2 separate regions of the Hermetia illucens genome follow, and region 1 is linked to region 2. Evidence: chromatin contacts called from public Hi-C data. All regions are on one chromosome and are shown on one strand. Each heading gives the region's core, a stretch centred on a gene start, on an enhancer-like site or on the middle of the called end of the contact. The rest is flanking DNA. Distances are from core to core; before and after follow the strand shown. Region 1 holds the start of LOC119654343 (integrator complex subunit 2). Region 2 holds the start of LOC119656238.

Region 1 (6,983 bases), core at 2,766-5,265, 310 kb after region 2:
AATGATTCGATCAGCACCGTGCGCGATCACGTCGGGGTCACCAATTTAAGAGCTTGTATTCTTTTCCTTTTGACAAATTTAAGAGCTTCTATTCTTCGAAATAGGTTTCTGACAAATTTAAGAGCTTCTATTCTTCGAAATAGGTTTCTGACATGTTTTTCGTATTTTACGAAGTTCAATACAAAATTTCAAGAAAGTACTCTTATTATAACTCCGAGATATTAGAAATTAAACTGATTTCCGTCTCTAACTATTTTCTTTCTACACGAAACTCTTTTTTCTCACAATGACGGCAAACTATCGTTCTTCTTATTATTATTATTTTTTTATCTGACGTTTCTCGTCACCTACTCTGTTCTTCACTCTTGTAGCGAGGTCTGAACTGAGTGGAGAGTGCCGGTGACGTCATCTGTCCGCTGGTGTTCGCGATATTCGAAATAAATTTCCTGCCGCGCCACAGCTCTGATCGAATTAGCCTATGAACTGCTCTCATTGAAGTACTTTGAAGAAATATATGTAGGGGTTGCGCACTGAGTAATGACTTTGGGCGCACTCGACGTCCCTCTACACCGCGAGGCTCGCTGGAATTCTGTTGAATTTGGTGGCGCCCCTTGGGTCGTGATTATTGGGTAGTCTTTTGTGATTTTAATTTTTCTGCCAATTGTGTTTAAGATAAGTTATTGTGCGCGATAAATGATTGTGGTAGTTATCAAGTTGAAAGAGATATGACACCTTGATCTTCTTTCGTTTTCCGAAGAATGAAACAATTTGCGAAAAGTAGAGAAAATATCGTGAAAAGTATACGAAGATCGGTTTCAAAAACGCTTGCGTGTCCTCAAAATATTCAAACAAGATGGCTAAAGGCCGTTCTCTATACAAATGAAAAATCTCAAAAAAATCACAGTGGTGCATCTTTACGAAATGTAGGCCTCAAAATACATCCGGTTCCGATATCTTCACAAGTAAAGTTAATAATAGTATATTCCCACATTTTAGAAATTTGCCCGCCAATCCCCCTTATGTTCATCCCAGAGTGGCATGGGTGCAATGGATAACATAATGCACAACTTGATCAAGTTTGAAGAAAGTCCAACTATTATTAACAAAGTTATAGGCGGTGAAACTTTACCTTTTTTCGTGAATTTCGTGCATTCTACAACGTGTATGGCGTCATCATCACATATCAATTCATCAATACCATAACGAAGTGAGTTCTTATGAATGGGGTCGAAAAGAATTATTTTGTTTTAGTTCCTTAGTCATTTGTTTATGAATTTAAATTACTCCAAACAGACTTGTGTGTAAGTAGGTATATAGTACATACGCGCTAATGAAGTTTCCGAGTAGTGTCTAATTCAGATAGATATATTTGTACATTAAACGAACCGTATTTAATATACGTATATATATGTACATTTGTATGCTGTAATATGTACGTATGGCTTGTAGTTTGGAAAAATATGAAGGATTACGTTGGATTTGTAGCTATATAGGGATAGAAAAATGTGCGTTGAAGTTTCTTATATAAGATAAACACAAAACCTTTATACTCGAAGCGCGAGCTTCCGGCATTCCGACTTGTTTGTTATTTAATTTGAAGATGAAATTTAAGAAATAAAAAAAGGGTAGACTTTTTTTTCCACAATGGAGGCATGATACTTCAGACACTACCTGGCCTGCATCGTGGCAACAGCGTGACCGAGAAGCAGTGGCCAGGTATTGTTTTTTGCTTATACAGTGCAACTCGATTATAATGGACTTCAGGGGACCGACAAATTTAGTCCAGTATAGCCGAGTGTCCATTATATCCGAATGTATAAAAACCTAAATGAAGTTCTAGTTCTTAGTTGAAAAAGTATATGTAACTTTAGATAAAAAAAAAGAAGAAAATGTGCAAATATGACAATACTAAACTAACCCAAGACGGAGATTTTGGAGAAAATTATATTCGCAGTGCCGAAAATATTTTGAACACAATTTTTAGCACAGAAGTGCACCGAAGTCCAAGGCATTCTAGCCTAATACTAGTATCGGGCCAACCGTCAGAGTGAAGACCTCACTGACTAGATGTGAGCCATAGTCTAGAATCCGGCACCAAACGCAAAGCAAAAAACATCAGATCATATCTACATTTATTAGTAATAATCACATCACGTCATTGTCAGGAAGTAAAGTTTTCGAAAAGTTTCTTAAATAGATTTCGAAAAATTTGCTTTTTTCATTTGAACTGAATGCTTATTTGAAATTTGAATTTCTAGATCGTTTTCAATTTCATTTATCTTCGATACAATATGTGCAAACATGGCCAAACCATATGAATTATCGGAATTCCTTGAAAGGGATGCATCATCGGAATCCGATGGAATAATTGTTATTAAACCGGCGTGAGCGAAACAATTTCGAAAGTTGAAACGTCATGTCATGTTAAGCTTAAGAAATTTTCCCCATCTAATAAAGTATCTTGCATATCTAGTATTCTAAGTAACAATGTCTTTCTATAATTAACTTTGAAGCTATGAAAGACTCTTGATCCATGGTTGCATTGTTGTATTTGGACGCAAAAAAGCCAACTTTATGCTAGAAACCGTAATATCGGGATGACTTGGATAATTATCGATCAGCAATGAAATTTTGCACGTTTGTTTGACTAGTTTTAGATTCCATCTCCTCAGATACTTTTCGAACATAGAAGAAGTCATCCATGCCTTTTTATTAAAATCGTAATCAACTGGGAAGTTCTCAATGTGTTTGAAACATATTGGGTTTGAAATGTTCCTAAAAAGAATTAAAAAATTAAAATTTGTTTCGAAAGCATTGCAAGGAAGGTGCCTATAGCTAGCAACCGGCGGTTTTCAGTACCAATCAGATTTGTGCAAACCATAGCAGTAATGTGATTTTTCGACAGTTTTCCACCAGTAAAAACTTCGTCCCTAAATTTTAACATGGCTCTCTTTTGTTGAAACCATTGAAAGCATGTGGATGTAAGGCTGTCCTCAATTTTGTTGTTGCTAATTTGTGAGTTTAACTCAGTTTTAGGTGTCTTCAATTTGTTTGTTGCTAATTTTTGAGTTTAACTCAGTTTTAGTTTTCTCTCAATTGTTCCAAATTTTGGAGACTGTTGATTTTGGTAAATTTTTCTCTGTGCAAATGTTTCCCTGATTTTCTCTATAGCCGAAATTATTTTCAGTATCGCTTTGATTGTTAAAGCCTTCTTTCTTACCATTTTTTCACTTTTTACAAAACAATCTGATTCACAGCCGAAAGCTAAAGTAAAATCGGAAACGTCGGAAATACCAGGCAAGAAATGAGATTGTCGGAACGTCAGTTAAGATAAAGATATTTCAGATGTCAAAGTGTCGGTAAAAATATGTTTTAAACTAGTCCATTATAGCCGAGTGTTCATAGTAACCGAGTTCATCTTAAGCGAAGATTTTTCATAATTTCAAACAGATTTTTTCGGGATCAAGAAAAGACTCTATTATATACGGAAATCTATCTATCTTAGTATTAACAAATCTGTGGTCATCTTACCAAATTGGAATTTTGAAATCGAATATCTTTGATAATCTCTGAGACTTTTCTACCTATTTTCATAGATATGAATTTTATTCGTAGATAACGATGTTACCTAAAAATCACAATTCATAACTTTCCTTCAGCGATAATAGGTCCATACATACAAGATGTTTATTAAATTTTACCACACATTGTACCGGTTAAAGTGACGTCATCAGTAATTTGATGTTTCGTATTGATATTACCTTGTCTAGGCCAAGTTAAATGAAAATTCGGTACTATGTAGTTCTTGGAGAGACGGAATCATAGAAGAGATGGTAGCTTGAAGGATTCTCAACCCGAAACTTCCCGCTGAGTTCCCTAAAAGCATTTTGAACATGCCGTGACAGTTAAACGCCCGGGTTAAACCCGTTCGATTTGAAACGTGAATCAAAACGCTAAGAAGCAAATGGAACGGCATTCATCACGTTAGTGGTAGTAATCCTTCCGAGCGCCTAGTACTACGGGTGAAGCGAACCTGACGTTGATTGACAATTTGCTTGTGTTTATCACTGACGTTCGCCGTTGAACGATGTATCTCCCGCCGGTAACGAGTCGCGCGTTTATTGCGATGCAGAATTTAGATATTCAAATGCTAGCAACATGCAATCAACATGAAATTCGCCCATTTTTGCCTTCGCTTGTTAGAATGAGCCTACTTTTCCCAATGGAGACAACACGCGGAATGATGGAATGCCGGAAGCAAATACTTGTTCTTCTTGTCGGAATAGAAATAGTAAATAATATCGTTGCACTTTTGCAAGTGGACTATCATGAGTTGGAGGTAGAAGTGAAAAAAGAGCAAATGCTCAGACAAAAAATTGGTGTTACTCAACAGGATAGCGCCCATTTCCATGGATTACAAAATGGAATAGCTTTGGGATTCGAACGTGCGGATACCACTCGCAAAGTGCGAGTTGTACTCTCGGAGTTATTTTACTTGCAGTCACAGATTGCAGAGCAAAATCTACTTGGTCCGCGTGGTTTAAGTGAAAATATTATCAAACAGTCCGAGCTATTCGATAACGAGATTTATCTAGAAGAAATCACCGATATTATCTGCGTCGCGTTGGCAGAACTTCCATCATTGATAACCGTTCAGGAGCTTGTAGACACTCTATTATATGTAAACAATGGTGCAGCAATTATATGTTGGATTGTGGCGAATGCACCAGATACATATAAGGATGTCGTGGCGGCATTAATTTCAACTGGTGATGAAGACACAGCAGAAGGAAAACTCAAATTAACTGCGTTGTATGCATTGAGTGAAATGAACCCTGGTCAGGCGTTGGCTACAAGGTTCTTATGTATGGAGTTGATGCGAATGCCATCACTTATGCTCAAATTGAGTTTAAAAGACCCAAACGACTTGGTAATTTTATTCAGATAAGTTAGAAAAACCTGGAATTTTTTTTTTTTTTTTAGATTGCGTTTGTGTCGGGTTTACTTCTAGGAAATGATTCAAACGTAAGGTCATGGTTTGGAGTTTTCGTGAGGACTAGCCAGAAAAGAAAGGGCGACGCGTTGCAAATGGTTCGTGATGAGCTGCTGAAACAACTTCAGAATTTGGTTGTTTTTTCTCACAATGCAAAACTACCGGAGGATTACACCGTTCAGGCTGCCGCAATTTTACGTTTATATTCGGCGTTGAGGGGGATTGCAGGGATAAAGTAAGTTTACATTTTTCTTAAATTAAATTTATTCTCTTTAGTAAAGTCTCACTATATTCTGGAAATTGACTGCGAAATTTGGCAATGCTATTACGTGATGTATTCGGATTGTTTGCATCGATTATAACACAAGTCGTAAACCAGAATTACACCGGCTTATCATTTACTGGTTTATTCTGTTGGCAAGGTCGCAACAGTTGAAAGTAACACCTTTAAAGGGAAATCATTTAAATTGAAAACACGATAAATCATAGCACGATAATATTGTAGAAAACTGGTATTATGATCTATCAAAAGAAAGTATGTTATTACTTTCCTGTTGCTCCGTATTCTGGAAAACTGTATTGATTAATCTCAGTGCATTTCGATGGTAAAATTATATTACAAAACCTAACGTGACATGATCAATTTTCCTCAGGGGTATTAGGTTTAGTCCAGGTTCGAGGCATTTTATCAGCGTCCCAGGCAAGTTATTAGACCAGGCGTTCACCTTTGCACTGGAAGCAGGATGACCGTAAGTAGCAGACGGATGTTTATCTGAAATAATTAGACTGTTTTTGCTTTCTCGCTTGTGCTAATTATTTTAATTGCATATACCGATCTCCCTGGACTTGGAGCAATATCGAAATGTGGGTATATGCAAATAAAATAAATAATACTAGCGAAAATGCAGCAACAGTAATTATTTCAAATAATTTAGATGCTAAAAACATTAAGGGTGTTTATCGTTTCACTTTAGTAATCTGAAAATAACGTGAACGCGATTTTTAGCCAGAACGAAAGCACTTGGTTTGCAACTATTACACTCATTCTCGGCTGCCTTAGGAAGTCGTCAGTTATTCGTGATCCAGCGTCCAGGTGATGACGGATCGTATCGATTGGAGGAGTGTTCTTGATCAAAATACCCTACTTTTTTCAATATAGCCAGCAAAAAAAGGAGATGTTAACGAACTCCGGCGCTACAAGTTATCATCTAGTTGTACCTATACTTTCGTCAGCCGCTCCTTAAGTTTATCGTGGCATGATGTTGACAGAATGTCGTAGTATCCTCTAACGTTGACTCATTCCATATATCGTAGTTTGGGTTCTATGTTCCAGTTTACATGCATACATTTTTTCCCATATCTCCCAACAATTTTGGATTTACAATTTATTTCAACTGCTGATCTTTTATTAGAACCTTCTATTTATCTTCCGGGTTGTGACAATTTCGTCAGATGCCGGATTTTCCCTAATACTAACACTAAGTACCAACTATTTAGGTTCGGACGACTCTACCTACTTAAAATATAAAGGGGCACTAGTGGTGGTGGCCGGTGGTAAGTCAGTAAGAGAATCCTTCGAGAACTCCCCGCAACATTGATCACGTATGCAGAATGGTATGTAACCGACAATATTATGAGAACAACAACCACTTTCTCGAGACGTCAAACTTCTTTGATTTCCCGAGCCATTGGCTCAGTTCACCTGCGTATTTCTGTTCAATGTTACTAATATGGAGGATAGCAACATCAATAATATACGAGGAGCGACCTTTCTCGTTAGCTAACACATTAGGCTGTTGTGCAGTATGTGACGATCAATTAGAATTTGATGTATGCAAGGTTTTGATGAATTATTTTACACACAGCATTATGCCTGTTTGTGTATTGCACCGGTGCAGTTACAATGCAGCCAGAAATGAGATGGTCCAAAGTCTCTAACGCAGAACCACACACTCTGCACTGGTCGTTCTCCACCCGCTTTCTCATTATG
Region 2 (7,066 bases), core at 3,770-6,269:
CTAATTTGTGTATGTATGGTAGGAACTCGACGTTTTTTAAATGGTCCCGCTTGTGCAAAAAATGTCGTCAGGTTATTCCTTTCCATTTTCGTAACTTTTTTACTGATTATTCCTTCTATGGACTTCCTGTTGAACCCGTACTTTTCCGCAGTTTCAATGATGTGACGTTTCCCATTGTTTAAACGTTCCTCTGATAAAGGCGTGGTTAGCATGCGATGTGAGGAGTCTTGTGATGTTGCTGTGATGGTTCTCTACGTGGAAGTTGGTTTCCGGTAAATGTCTAATTCGATTCTTTCTCTGTTGTTGAAGGGTAGTTGGTAGGTGGTTGTATTCGACTGCCATGGCGAATGTAATACTCTTGTGGACCGTATTCAATTTGTTGGGTATGGTGTCCTTTCCCAATTGCAAAAATGTCAACATATCTGGCCCAGAATCTTGGTAAAATACCAAGTTGTTCTATACATTCCTCTATTCGCTCCATAAAGATGTCGCTGATAAATGATGATAGCGGATTACCCATGTTGACGCCCCCTACGGTTTTGAAGTATCCATTCCTGAACATGAAGTAGCTTTCACTCATACAAAGGGTAGCTAACTTCATATATTGTCGTATTTTCCTTCTCCATTCCCACGATGATTGGTCGATATTAATTAGTTTTTTGGCTAAGTATGTCAGTGCTTCCTTAACTGATATACTGGGGAAAAAAGCATACCTTCTTCATCCGTTTAGGATGCATTCAGTTCAGATGGAGAGGCTATATTGACTCTATTGGACAAATGCCTTATAACATCTGAGAGGGAGAGGTAGTCCGAATTGCATCTATTATGCTAGTGGTGAAAGAATCATTTCCTTCTCTGAGCTCCGAGCTTTTTTTTGCACATAAGCGTAGATCTCTTCATTAGAGTGTATACGAAGTTTATTAAGTGGTGGTCCTAAGGCTTTGCCAGGAAGACTATACACAGGAGGTGAAACTCCCTAGGCAAGCCTTCACGTTTTGTGGGGCAGAAAATATAGCGTCCGGTGGGCGGGGCTTGTTAATCAGGATCTCAGTTGTATTCTGCGCATCATCATTGACATTGGTTCCCATTTGTGTAATAGTATTAATGCGTCTGGCCGCCTTTGATACAGAAATTTTCCAGCTTGGTGCCAGAACCATTTGGAGAAAGCGGCGTTCCGAATAAGATTGCAATGACACATTCTTAATTTCCTATTTTATTTATGTGTGTACTGGTTGTTTATAGGTGGTTGCTTAGTTAGATTAATTCGCACACACAGAAGCGCTATAGTAACACGATACACAATTCGTTTAAATTTGCACAGAACGCACTGCGATCTTGACTAGTTTCACCTCATGCGTATAGTCTTCTCCGTCAAGGCCCAGTAGTCAATCTATAATATATTAGACTACTTCCTTCTGTCTATGGAAATGAAGCAAAGCTTGCAGGTAATATCATGTGATACCTTACCAGGCATGTCCGACCATTTCGCGGTCAATCCCAAACTGTCCTCACCTCTTTCTCTGAAAAAGAGAGTAATGACCACAATTAAGTCTTTCGCCCACACTGACTGGGATAAATTCAGGGCTGAGTTAGCGCCAAAACTCAACTTGAAAAAGCTCTCAAATAATCGCAATCTGTCGGACAAAGAAATCGGCGAGGCTATTAACTAGGTGTCTGACGCTTTTGACACTGCTACACGCAGGAACTCTAAGCTAATAAAAGTCGATGAGTTTGAATTCAATTCTCTTCCACATGAGACAATGCTCCACTTGAAAGTTAGGCAGATTTAAAGGCGTAATCTCAAGCACAAATTTCACGAGCACGGGAATAAAATAAATGCGGAATAAAAAGCCTTACTCTCCCAAATTAACTGTCTGAGTACGCTAATCCGTGGTATGGTGCCGACCTTCCGTAGCAAGGAATTGACCCGCAAACTTGCAGACATTAAGCCTGGAGCTAATATGTTCCAAAATATCAACAGGTTAACGGGGAAATACAAAGCCCGCAACTTTGTTCTAACCCAAAACAAAGTGCGAGTCTGCAGTGATGCTGAGAAAGCAAAAACTCTTGGGGAATTCTTCGAGCGGCAGCTCAACACAACACCTCCGAGCAACAGAACGGCTCTCACTAAGACCGTTGATTCAACAGTCACAGATTTCACTTCTAGGAACTGCTACAGAATCACGTCTTTTTCTGCCCAGAACCCTTCCAACAAGCCTACTGATTCGATCAAATTTCTGAGTTTATCACAACTCACTGCTATTACCCATAACCTTAACTGTAAAAAGTCAACAGGCCCAGATGGAATTACGAATTTCGTCTTCAAAAATCTTCCAGTAGCCTCCATTAAGTTTTTGCTTGCGGTTTTTAATAACCGCATTAACAATGGCTACTTCCCATCCACCTGGAAAATAGCCAAAATTATAGCCATTCGGAAAGGAGGCGTCTCCTGTGAACCTGGTAACTTCAGACCCGTTTCACTCCTAACTAACCTGGGAAAGCTTTTTGAGAGAGTATGGACCGTAGGGCTTGTCTAACACTGCAATCTTAATAACATTATTTCAGACCATCAGTTCGGTTTCCACGCTAAACACGGAACACAGTACGCCCTGAGCTACCTCCACGGTACTGTAGCCAGCAGACTTAATGTCAATAACAAACCCATGGTAGCTTGCGCTTTGGATTTAGAAAAGGCCTTTGATTCCGCCTGGATAAACGGGCTATCTATAAACTGATCAAATACGAATTCCCAATCCCGACGATCAGACTTGCCATCAGTTTCTTCGAGGATAGACATTTTTACGTCAGTGTCGGGAATGAGATTTCCGATCTCTTGCCGGTTATTTCTGGGGTACCGCAGGGATCCATTTCTTATCCTACTTTATACAAAATTTTCACTGCTGATGTCCCCTCCCCTGAGGTCGGTACAGAACTTATGCAGTATGCCGACGACACATTCGTCTACTCCTCTAATTTTCACCCAGACAAGGCAGTTAGCGATATAGAGGATTACTCGGTTAACCTCTGCTACTACTACCGGAGCTGGGGTATTAAAATTAACTCAACCAAGACACAAGTCTGCATCTTCAGGAGGAAATCTAGATACTTGGGATCTAGATCCATCCACAGGAAGGCTAAACGCCTGAAACTGGAAATCGGGAATACAATAGTACGAGGGTCAAAATCGATCCAATATCTAGGAATCAATTTCAACGAATTCCTAAGATTTAACGATCATGTTAAACTCGCCATTGGCAAAGCAAATGGTGCATTGCGCAAGATCTATGTACTTTCTTCTTCGCAAAAAGTGGGTCTAAGCATCAAAACTAAGCTGATCCTATATAAGACTCTCATCAGGCCCATCATATGCTACGGAGCCCCTTCGTGAACCAATTGCTCTTCGAAAACCATGGATAAATGCATGTCTTTCGAACGCCGTGTAGTAAGACATTGCACTGGATTGTCTTACAATTGGAAGACTAAGAAGTGCGGCAGAAACGCCATAGTATACCGCCGAGCAAAATAGACCCCATTAGAGAATATATTCTCAACATTACGGAGCGGTTTTTCAATAAACTTGAAAACCATCCAAACCCAAAAATTAGAAGACTGCATGAGCAGGGCAAAACAATCCCACTAGCGACTTTCCTTAGGCCGTGCCAGATACTGGACCCTGGCCTGTCCCTGTCCCTCTTCGAAACACCTTGCCTGGTAGAGTGCAAAGCGGCTAAGCACTATATGAATATTAAGTGCTATTGTATATAGTAGAATTAAGTATTTATGTAAGTAGAAATAAGTAGTAGTAATAAGATAGATGTAAGTAAAACAAAACCTTCTCGCGTCATTAGTGCGGACGCAGTTTTGGAAATAAGTAATGTTTTAATTAAATACAAAAAGGAAGGTTGTAAATTACAGATTGTTTTTACAGTGCAGTGACAAAAGCCTAAAAAAAATTGACGACTTAATAAGCTAGACAGTAACTTGAAAGCTTCTCAATTTTTTGGATTAAATCCACTACCGAAAATGCAAGCCCACATTGGCACTGAAGGACAAATTTTTCTTTATTTTGACATTTTATTAGATAATATTTATAATGTTACATTTTCTCTATTTATACACTCTGCTCATTCCCTTTGTCGCAAATTTTGTAAATTCATTTTCAGGCTCAACAAATTCAAGAACACCCGCTTTTCCCGCTCTGTAACGGTACAGCTTACCTTTGCCCGACGGCTTTGCCCAGTGCCTCACCTCCTTTTGCGATTGGACAAATTCATAATCAATAGAAACTGAACGGATTTTAGAGAACCTGTTTGGGGAATTAGTTCTCATATGCCTCCTTTCAATTCTAAAACGCGGTGAGACCGAGGGCAGGTATTCCCAGGGTGAACAAACAGCTTTCAGAGCAGCTGTCGAGTTGCAGAATAACTTTATGAGACTCTCTTCTTTTTTAAATGTCGCTGCTTGAGGTGATAAATTAACAGTGTTAGTGAGAACATATTTTTGCTCGATAAGACCAGAAAGCTTTTTTCCAAGGAACTGTTTCATTGCCGAAGGAACTTGTAAATCAGTCGAACTTTCCTCAAGTCGTGCGGTCAGGCCGCTTCGCGACCTATACAGAGCCCTTTCTTGAACTAATTACAAACAGTAAGTAAACATAGCCAAATATGTAAAGGAGAAATCGTGATTACCATTTTCCGACATATCTTTAAACATTTCATTGTTAAGTAACTTTGTATCAATAGCCTCCATGATAATTTCCATATTGTCGTCACTAGAGTCAACGAAGCGGGGATCATCCTCGGACACGAACGTTTCCTTGCTCTTACTTTCAACAGGAGTTAAATTAGCCGTTAAGGTCCTGCTGCAATTGAGCGGGCTCCCCATACTGAATTTCAAGTACCTATCAATAACCAAACCCACGGTGAAACACAAGGAAACAACCTTCAAGCAAAGTTAAAGTGAATGAACGATCTTCGGAAGTGTCAAATATATTGTATGTAATATCCGCGTTCCATTTAACGCTCGACCTGTTCCCCACGGTTGTCACACTTAAGCCGAAAATACAATAAAGGAAAAGCCGAGCTTTTGTTTCAAATGGGCAATGCTGAGAAGCCTCGCAAAGCGTACCATTTCATGTTTGCGTCTAACCGCGTGCGTTGTCAGTTTTTGATCGCCTTACCATTGTAAATTAAAAAAATCGCGACGAAATGTCAAATCAGCTGAGGAACCAATGGAATATTTCATTAAATTACACTGCATACAATATATACAATTACATAAAATATTTCCTAAAAGATTTCCTCCTCAAAATTCCGTTTTCACAGCGTAACCCTCACAAGCCTAAGCGAACGACATTCACGGCGCTCGTCGTCAACGACTCCCTGAGCCTCGGGAGAGCCATATCGTACGTTAATATACAATAAGTCCGACGCCCGATACGTCCCGCAGAAAAGTTTGGCAAATTCAGCTTTTGAGATGCGAGACGGATGACAATTTGTTGACACTTGAAGTTATGCAATTTGGTGGCGCTTTTCGTTTTCGACAGTTTATTTTGAATGTAATTAATTGGAACGAATTCATTTCCAAAATGCGGAAGGCACTATTTGAGATACAGTATTGAAACCTTGAAGTGTGTTAGAGCACTTCTTTCAAGACCGTAACGGTACACTACAGGATTACCGTACCCTGTAGGAGGCAATGTGGCCCATATTGCGCTCGCCCGATATTATTACCCTGATTTGGCTCAGGTACTCATTCTCTGCTGAATCGGCTGGTATCCGACATCAAACCACGATACTAATTTCACTACAACCAGTGAGATTTGAACCACGATCTTCCGTAAGACAGCGTAACTCTGAGTTATGAGTGCTAATAATAATTAGCATTAATAAATGTCACTTCCATTAGCTCCCTTGCTTCCATTCATAAAAAATGAATTTAAGCCAAAGGTATGTGCACTCTTAGTGGCATTTAATTGAAAGTGAAACGTGAAATATAGGAAGATGCATACCCTAATTGCATAAATTTGAATATTATGTGCAATCCTGTGATTTTGTCCGGGAACAACCGACTTGCGTTCAAACTTCATGTTATAAAAATCATACAATTAAATGCCGCTAAGAGTGCGCATTCCTCCGGCTTAATTTTCATTTTTTATTAATCAACTTTTTGTTCACTTCTAATTTTAACTTTATCAAGATCTTTCATCATAAATACATAATAATAAGTAGAAATACCATAAATATAATCTGTCTTTCACAAACAAACGGTGTTCGCAAATCAATTTATCACCTTCTTCTTTTTCTAGAGCCTTTCTCCCGTTCACAAGCGAGGTCGGCTCGTCATGATCGGTTTCGCCATTTGGTTCTATTCTGATTTGGATGCAATCGCGAAGCTTTCAAATTCCCATCGAACGTACCAAGCCACCGTTGTTTCTCCTGGCCTTTTGGCCGTTTACCATCGACTTTGGTGTTCAGACCAATGCTGGCGAGTGAATTCTCATTGACGCGAATTACGTACTACTACATATCATCGAAGACGCCTCTCTCGCAGTTTTCCCATGATCGGTGCAATATCGATCGCGGATATCCTCATTTCAGATGTGATCAAAATGGGTCATGCCACTACTCCAAAGCAATATATTCGTCTCCATTACCGCAAAACGCCGTTCATTGTCTTTTATAGTTCGCCAGCACTCAGAATCATAGAGAACGACAGGACGATCATCATGTTAATCACAAAGAACACCAGCTGTGGAACGCAACTTCATCCAGCTTGTGTTAATGCGTGAAGCAATTTCATAACGCAGTTCTCCATTGGTTGATAGTGTTGACCCGATATATTCAAATCGCTCAGTTCTTGGCAGGTCACAGTCGCTGACAGTGACAGGCTGTTTCATGAGGATCGGTCGTCAAAAACTAAGTTTTATTCAGATTCAATCTGAGACCGATAAGGTGATCATTCCATTTTTGGACGAGATCATTTTTGCTATAAGACGCCAGGAAAACATTAAAACATGCATAAAGCAGTGTATAGGGCACTGGACGTTGGATGTCCCGTATGTCGT

Evidence for each region. A called contact is a pair of places that touch in the nucleus more often than the background predicts.
Region 1: a Hi-C map of an unstated tissue shows a contact between it and region 2, with 6 times the contacts expected there. The contact joins the promoter of LOC119654343 here to the promoter of LOC119656238 in region 2. A contact is called at or near these places in 2 of 2 Hi-C or Micro-C datasets (an unstated tissue and whole body).

What each region holds. Positions count from the first base shown.
Region 1 is chr4:66,277,768-66,284,750 of iHerIll2.2.curated.20191125, forward strand. LOC119654343 (integrator complex subunit 2) reads left to right here and starts at 4,016. Exons shown (of 3, transcript XM_038059683.1): 1 at 4,016-4,930; 2 at 4,984-5,228. The coding sequence starts at 4,088. It overlaps LOC119654344 (a long non-coding RNA gene), which reads right to left and starts at 3,306. Exons shown (of 3, transcript XR_005249812.1): 1 at 3,221-3,306; 2 at 2,860-3,165; 3 at 2,211-2,775.
Region 2 is chr4:65,963,974-65,971,039 of iHerIll2.2.curated.20191125, forward strand. It overlaps LOC119656238, which reads right to left and starts at 5,020. Exons shown (of 2, transcript XM_038062656.1): 1 at 4,689-5,020; 2 at 4,037-4,631. The coding sequence starts at 4,884. The coding sequence ends at 4,108.